2 separate regions of the Anas platyrhynchos genome follow, and region 2 is linked to region 1. The links are chromatin contacts, called in public Hi-C maps. All regions are on one chromosome and are shown on one strand. Each heading gives the region's core, a stretch centred on a gene start, on an enhancer-like site or on the middle of the called end of the contact. The rest is flanking DNA. Distances are from core to core; before and after follow the strand shown. Region 1 overlaps CACNA2D4 (calcium voltage-gated channel auxiliary subunit alpha2delta 4). Region 2 has its middle 15 kb from the start of CACNA2D4.

Region 1 (3,272 bases), core at 302-2,801:
ACACTGCCAGCAGACGGGGCTGGCCTGCACCCACAGGGGAGCAGAAGGTGGCCGTGAAGGCCTGGCCGAGCCTCCCCAGTCACACTCTGTGGGGCTCCCACGCTAATTTTGGGATGAGGCTGAGCTGAGCTGCCTGGCTGAGCCCCCCCAGAGAAGCGAGGGCATCATTTCTGGGCGCTCAGCAAAGTCCTTGCCTCGCTCGCTTGGGCCAGCCCAGCAATTATTGTCTGCAGCTGGAGGTAGCAAAGGCAGCTCCTGCCTCTGTGGCACACAGGGGAGCGTCTCTGATCGAAATGTGAGGCTGTGCTGCTAGGGGAGAAGCAGCTGAGGCACAGACAAGAAGCACGAGGACCATTTCCACACCAGCTGCAGGGGCTGGGCATGGAGGCCTTGCCTCACAGGCCCCAGGCCCAGGGGCTACAGCCCCCCTGACCTGGGGACCACCAGCTCGTCCCGAATATTGGTAGAAAAACGCAGCCACAGAGGTTTGGGCCGGTCAGTGTGTGGTAAAAAGGCATTGGGAGGGCGTCCGTGGTCCTGAGGGGTAATTTGCACCATGGTCAAGGCCTCACCGAGCGCTACGGAAGCCTCTCACCATCTCCGTTCCTGCTTTGATGACAAAAGCTGCCAGTGCTTTCCGGCTCCGAGCAGCTACTGGCTGACCATAAGCTGGCCAGTGAAGCTCCTGAAGGACTAAAGGTGGCTGAAGAACGGGGCGGGAGCTCTTTCCTTCAGCCTTAGTTTGTTGTACTAGTGGGAAAACAATGCTTTAACGCCATAACCTGCAGCCAGACTGCCACAGGCACAGCCTGTCTTAGGGACATGCATGTGGCCAGACCCTGTGTCCATCCCTGAGCCACCAACTATCACGGTCCCGCTGTGTCAGCCTCTGGTTCGCATGGCAGTGCTGCCCAGGGCTGTCACAGCAGCAGACACCTTTTGGGGCAGGCTGTGGCATTTCTTGCTCAGAAAGACAGCTGTGACGACCACAAAGGTGACCTGAGAAGGGGCCTTAATGAGAAGTTAAGTGAAGAAGATGCCAAACCCACAGCCAGGGCACACCTGGAGCTTCGCCCAGCCCAGCCCCGCTCGCAGCCCCGACCTGCACCAGCCCTGCTTCAGCTCCCGCATAGGACCAAGGCCGTAAGCGATGAGAAATGCACCAGGGCTGGCCCCTGTAGGGGCTCTTCATCCCCTGGCAGCGTGGGCTGAGTCCCTAAGAGGAGGACTCACAGACGCCGGCAATTAGACTGGCTCTGGGTTAACCTCATCACGCGCACCACGCGGTTACATTGGCACACGGCCCCTGCACAGACCATCTTAAAGCAGTTTCTTGGCACAGGCTAAATGAAAATAAGCCACTTTCAAATCCCTGACTTCTGCACGGAGACAAGACCCGAGACAGAGATTATGCTTAAGCCCGCTGCCACTTAATTTGCCTGGAAGCAATGCAGCTGCAGCAGTATTGGGGAGCTCAGAGGAGCCCGGCAGCACGCACACCATCAGCAGCTCGCTGGGGCTGAGCTCTGTGCGCACAGGCTGGACATCAAAACCTTATCAGCAGCTCCGAGAGTCTGGTGGCCGGGGATTAGTAAACAGTCGGAGGAGCTGATAACAAATTGCAAACTTTATAGCAAAGCGTGAGTTAATTCCTGGCTGTCATTGCTACCATCTGCACTTCCACAAAGACTTTGTTGGCAACCAGTCCTTCCGAGCAGCAAAGGCAGCCGCCGCTCCTTGCTGCACACAGTGCAGCCCAGATTGTGAACCCTTTCCCACTGCCATAAATCATCAATATCTGCACCGAGTCACTGGATTTACTCGGGTACGAAGGAGAAAAAATCTGCCACTGACAAATACAAAATGCGGATTTCAGTTGATTATCCTCTGTGCGCTTTACCATGCAGTCAGAAAGAAACTTTTCTGAGCTCCAGAATTCTAGAAATATTCCTTGCTAGGCTGCGTGCCTTGGCGGGAAGTATTTTGGGCTTAATTAAAGGCCTTTGAATCTGTGGTGATGTCCATAGAAGCAGAAGCCCTTACAAACAGAGGGAAAAGAGATGCTGAGCAGTGAAAAAGCTGTGGCAGCAAACGTCTTCTCACCATCCCTGAGAAGCAGATTTGCATGAGGAGTGCAGTCTGAATCAATCGTGCCCATGCTCCAGCCTCGCCTTTCCAGAAAGCACGAGAATTTGGGAAGCAGAAATAGGAGCAGTGCTGCAGGGCCGGAGGTGCACACAGCAGGGGTGAACATTAGATCCCCGACTGTTAATTCCTCCGTACATAACCTCAAATAAACATACATGTATACTTAGTTTCTCTCCCAGAAAATGTCTCCTCGCCATACGTTTTGCATTCGCCAGCCTTGGCAGGCAGTCAAGAAAATGTTAACATCCCTGGCACAAATCTTCAGCCTGTTCTTAACAACACGTGCAGCCCGTTCCTTCCAGCCCCAATGGTTTCCTTCCACCCTGCCACTCCCTCCCCCACGCATGGACCCTTGGTTTTTCATCCCCAGCCACGCTCTCCTCCTCTTCCTCTCCTTCACACAGCAAGGCACATTCCAAGTGTCTATTTCTCTATCTCTGTCTCACACATACGTCTTGCCGGGCAAAGAGCAAACCAGCAAACACGAGCTAGATATGGAAGCAGCGAGATACAAACACAGCCGCAGTCTGGACTCTGTCTGGAGGGATTTCTAGCTTGCCTGCAAGAGTGGATTTATGAGCTACAGCACATACTTATCAGTTAAACTGCTTGAAAGTAATTCTGCGTTATCCTGGAGCTGGGCTGGTATTCATCAGAGGGGCTAAGCCACGGGGTGTGGAAAAGAGGACTTAAATTGCCTCTGAATATCTGAAGACGACAAGACCCAAACAGATTTTTCTGCAAGAAGGCACAAGTTGCTTGTGGTTTTGGTGTAATGCCTGAAAAGGTGGGGGCAGCCGGGAGCTGGAGTGAAGGCCAAACCATGTTACAGTGAGCTAAGAGCCCACCTGTGCTATGGCCACGAGGGATGGTCTTGTTTGTGCCTGCCGGAGGCTGCTGTGTCCCTTCTTGTGTTGACTCCTCAGTGACAGACCTTTACCATCACCAGCTCAGCCAGCTAAACCAGCAACAGCATCTCCTCGTTCCTTGCAGTGCGGGGAAATGGAGCCAGGCACTGCCATGCAACCACAACACCCTACTCCAAGTTCCCCACAAGGCGTAAAATTGTCACTCCTAGCCCGGGATTTCTAGCTAGATCCTCCTCTTCTGGCTACACGGTGGTT
Region 2 (3,272 bases), core at 558-3,057, 120 kb after region 1:
AACACCAGAACCCCCACGTGCCTTGGGGCTCAGTTTTGGCCGCTGTGCTGCTGCCTCTCTCTGTTCCTTGCTGTTTCCAGTTTTCCCTGCCCACACAACCTGCTGATCCCTCTTGAAGAGCTGCTGCTGGGAAAGAGAGGCGTTTGGGCTGGACCGAGACAAACAGCAATTATGGGATGCAGAAAGGAGCAAGCCCCCAGTGGTGCGTGGCTGAGTCGCTGGCTGTGCCTCTTGACTTCTTCTGCGACTGCCATAAACCCATCGTAACCACTCACCACCTCAATTTTAGGTGGAGGTAATGCTTCTTTCTCTCTTCTTTGCAGGGATAATTTGTATAAAAAGCACTTTGTGTCATCTGGCTATTTTTAGACGAGTACTCTTAGAGCAATGCTGAAGACAAACAAAACATACAGAAGAAACAAAAATCCTTTAAAATCATCCAAGAGCTCTCATCCCAAGATGGTTAAGTGGATAACAAAATCACTGCTATTGTCATCCTCCTGAAAATGAGCAGACAACTGTGGGTTGAATATTGACCACAACTTCTGTGTCCTTCCATCCTGTACCTGACCCTGCCAATCTTCCCCATCCCACCACCTCTATATACAGACCTGCTCCCTCAGCACCAGCATAAAGAAAAAAGGTTATGGTGTGACAAGAAGAAATACCAACTTTTATCTTTCTATCACTTCCTAAATTGGTATTTTCTCTCCAAAATCTTCTCAATTTGGTAGCTGATTTCTTCAGGGTATGCACAGCAGCACTTGCAAAGTGCCCTCCTTTGCAAAGCCTGCTTGCTTTGACCGCCTGCTGATGGCTCAGAAATAAGTGCTTACTGTCTTCAGCTCTGGTCAGCTGGCTGGTTCAGGGCACTTCACACTGAAGAACTTTCGATTGCTGGATTTAACAGCCCCCCTGCAGTCAGGGATTAGTTTAGTGTCAGGTGTGGAAGCAGGAAGGGAAAAGGCTATGGTAAGAGGATGAGACAGTGGGAACAAATGGGTTGTGCATACAAACACGGCTCTGAAAAGAGGTGGCAATCACTACCTCTATTGCCAAACACTAAGCACTAAGCATGGGACCCCAGGCTTAGGCTATGATACTACACCCTGACTGATGCTCTAATTCAAACTCCAGGCCACAGCTGGCTGCATCAGCGGGAGAGGCCAGGGAGTGCAGGATTTGCCTGGTAAGAACCCAAGGGGAGATCCTCAGGCATAACAAACAATAAAAATTCTAGAGGAATGAGGCCCACAGACACTTTTACTAAGTGGTAGGTCTGGGGCTACTGCTCTAAGTGGAAAGAAGGAGACCGTCAGCGAGCCAGACGGCTAAGCAGCAGTAAAAATGAAGGAAAGCAGAGCTTTTGTTCCCAGCCCGAGTGGCCCTACACCGGGAGTGCTGCCAAGAGGCTGCACGCTCCATCCTGCCGGCCTGCTACATGCCGTGCTTACAGGCAAGTGCTGGAGAAAAACACACCGGGTAGGTTTTGAAGTGACATAATAATAGCATCCGTCTCTATTTCAGTAGGTTTTGTAAGTAGATTTCAGGTACCAGGTGAAGAAATACGGCGCTGATAGCCATACCCAAAGCTATTTGCAGTGACAGACGTGCACACCAGCAGAGTTCAAGCCAAAGCACAGGAGCTCTGCACTCAGCTGATGGGCCTAAAACACGGGGTGGCGATACCCAGGCAAGAAAAGAGTTAATTGTGTAGGACGTAGCCATGGGTTTAGCATCCAGCTGTGTACAGGGTAGCAGCTGCAGGACGTTGTCATCGTTTCCCCTAGTTCCCCCACGGCTTGAAAGCAGGCTGCTATCATACTGATAGTAAGGGAAGCTGCGATAGTTTCAATTGCTTGACTTTTGGTTAGCTACCACACAACATGAGGTGTTTTTTTTTCATATCTCTATTGAAAATATTGCTAGTGCACACATTGTCATGAGCTCAGAACTTGCTTTGATTTTTGTAGAATTTGTGCCCTAATATAAGAAGGATTTTAATCAATGAATAACCCAAATAGTTTCATTTATTTATTTTTATTATGTGTGACTGAGGTTGCTGCTCACAAAACACATGTAGTGACTTCCTATTGTGTATACAAGATGCTAATGCTAAATTCATTCTTTGGAACCACTTCATGGTGTTACTCAGCTTCAACAGCATGAATGTAGACAACTTACAACAAGAATTTTTTCCATGAGCTAAAATGTAAAGGTGATCATATACAGGACACACTTTTTCTCAAAAATCTGTTCTTTAAAATGACCTAAAATATATATTTTTTCTCCCTCCCTCCCTGTATCTTACCACTGCTCATTTCCTGTTCATTTCAGTAGTTTTCTCAGCCATACACACAAATCCAATCTGTTCCTTGCCTTTCTCATTCACCTCCATACCAGGAAGATTTGTATCTGAGCAGTCTTTTGAGGTTTGATGATAGTCTCCACTGAATTAAAAAAAAATAACAAGGGAAAATTCACCCAAAAAGCTGCTGTATTGTGAGGAGAAGTAGGGGCTGGCTCAGCTGTCAGTAGTTTCAGTACAAGACAGTGGCAGTGCTGTGGAAGGTGCTTGCAGAGGCTAACTTTAGCCCAGTCAATCTAATCTCCCTGGCTAAATTAGGTTTGTACTCAGGCTTGCCCTCAGGATCCTGTCCTTGCCCTGCCTCTGCACAGAGCCTAGAGAGCTTAGGCTCACAAACAATACCTGACCTTTGCAGAGGTATTTGCCAACGCATTCATGGACTTCCACGAGCAGCCAAGGTAGGGCACAACAATGAAGTCACATTTTGATCTTCGTGGCATCTTCTGAGTACTACATGAAGAGGCAAACGGCATCCAGATCAGTTTCACAGAAATTCAAGTCAGTTTAAGGCAACAGAGCAGCTCAACCTTCCCACCTCACTTTCCTCTCTGCAGATCCCTCTCATTTACCACATGCCTCACACCCACATCCTCAGACCAGTGCAGGTGCCTGTGCTGCTGCCCGCTAAATCCATCTAGGTTTAAACCAACCTCTGAGTGCAGGGAGTCTTAACCTCAACCAATTCTGCTGCAACACATTTTACCACATAGCTGCCTTAATCAAAACAAAGGAGGAGAAAAATGATGGGAGATGGAAGGAAAGACCGGTGTGGGAGCAGAAGTAAACAGCCAAGAGTGGGTGGCTGGGATGTGATGCCTCTTCAGCACCACAGCCAGCTTAAAGTGTTTATAAAACTACAGCCTTTGTTTCTTCAGGTTATTGCAGGACCACATTTTGCTCCTGT

Evidence for each region. Hi-C and Micro-C count contacts between places; a contact is called where the count stands out from the background.
Region 2: a contact with region 1 is called in a Hi-C map of small yellow follicle, with 2.2 times the contacts expected there. The contact joins two enhancer-like sites. A contact is called at or near these places in 2 of 8 Hi-C or Micro-C datasets (small yellow follicle and subcutaneous adipose tissue).

Annotation. Positions count from the first base shown.
Region 1 is chr1:64,452,655-64,455,926 of IASCAAS_PekinDuck_T2T, forward strand. The region is part of intron 36 of CACNA2D4 (calcium voltage-gated channel auxiliary subunit alpha2delta 4); the gene reads right to left. All of the region lies in intron 1 of LOC140002752 (a long non-coding RNA gene), which reads left to right. It also overlaps the pseudogene LOC140001402. Among named protein-coding and RNA genes, the nearest start is that of LRTM2, 16 kb to the right of the region's middle. Within about 2 kb of position 1,552, at least 1 of the 8 cell types and tissues checked has an H3K27ac peak or open chromatin away from gene starts, as enhancers often do. A contact at or near this core is called in small yellow follicle, where this site is marked.
Region 2 is chr1:64,571,439-64,574,710 of IASCAAS_PekinDuck_T2T, forward strand. No RefSeq gene overlaps it. Among named protein-coding and RNA genes, the nearest start is that of CACNA2D4, 15 kb to the left of the region's middle. Within about 2 kb of position 1,808, at least 3 of the 8 cell types and tissues checked have an H3K27ac peak or open chromatin away from gene starts, as enhancers often do. A contact at or near this core is called in small yellow follicle, where this site is marked.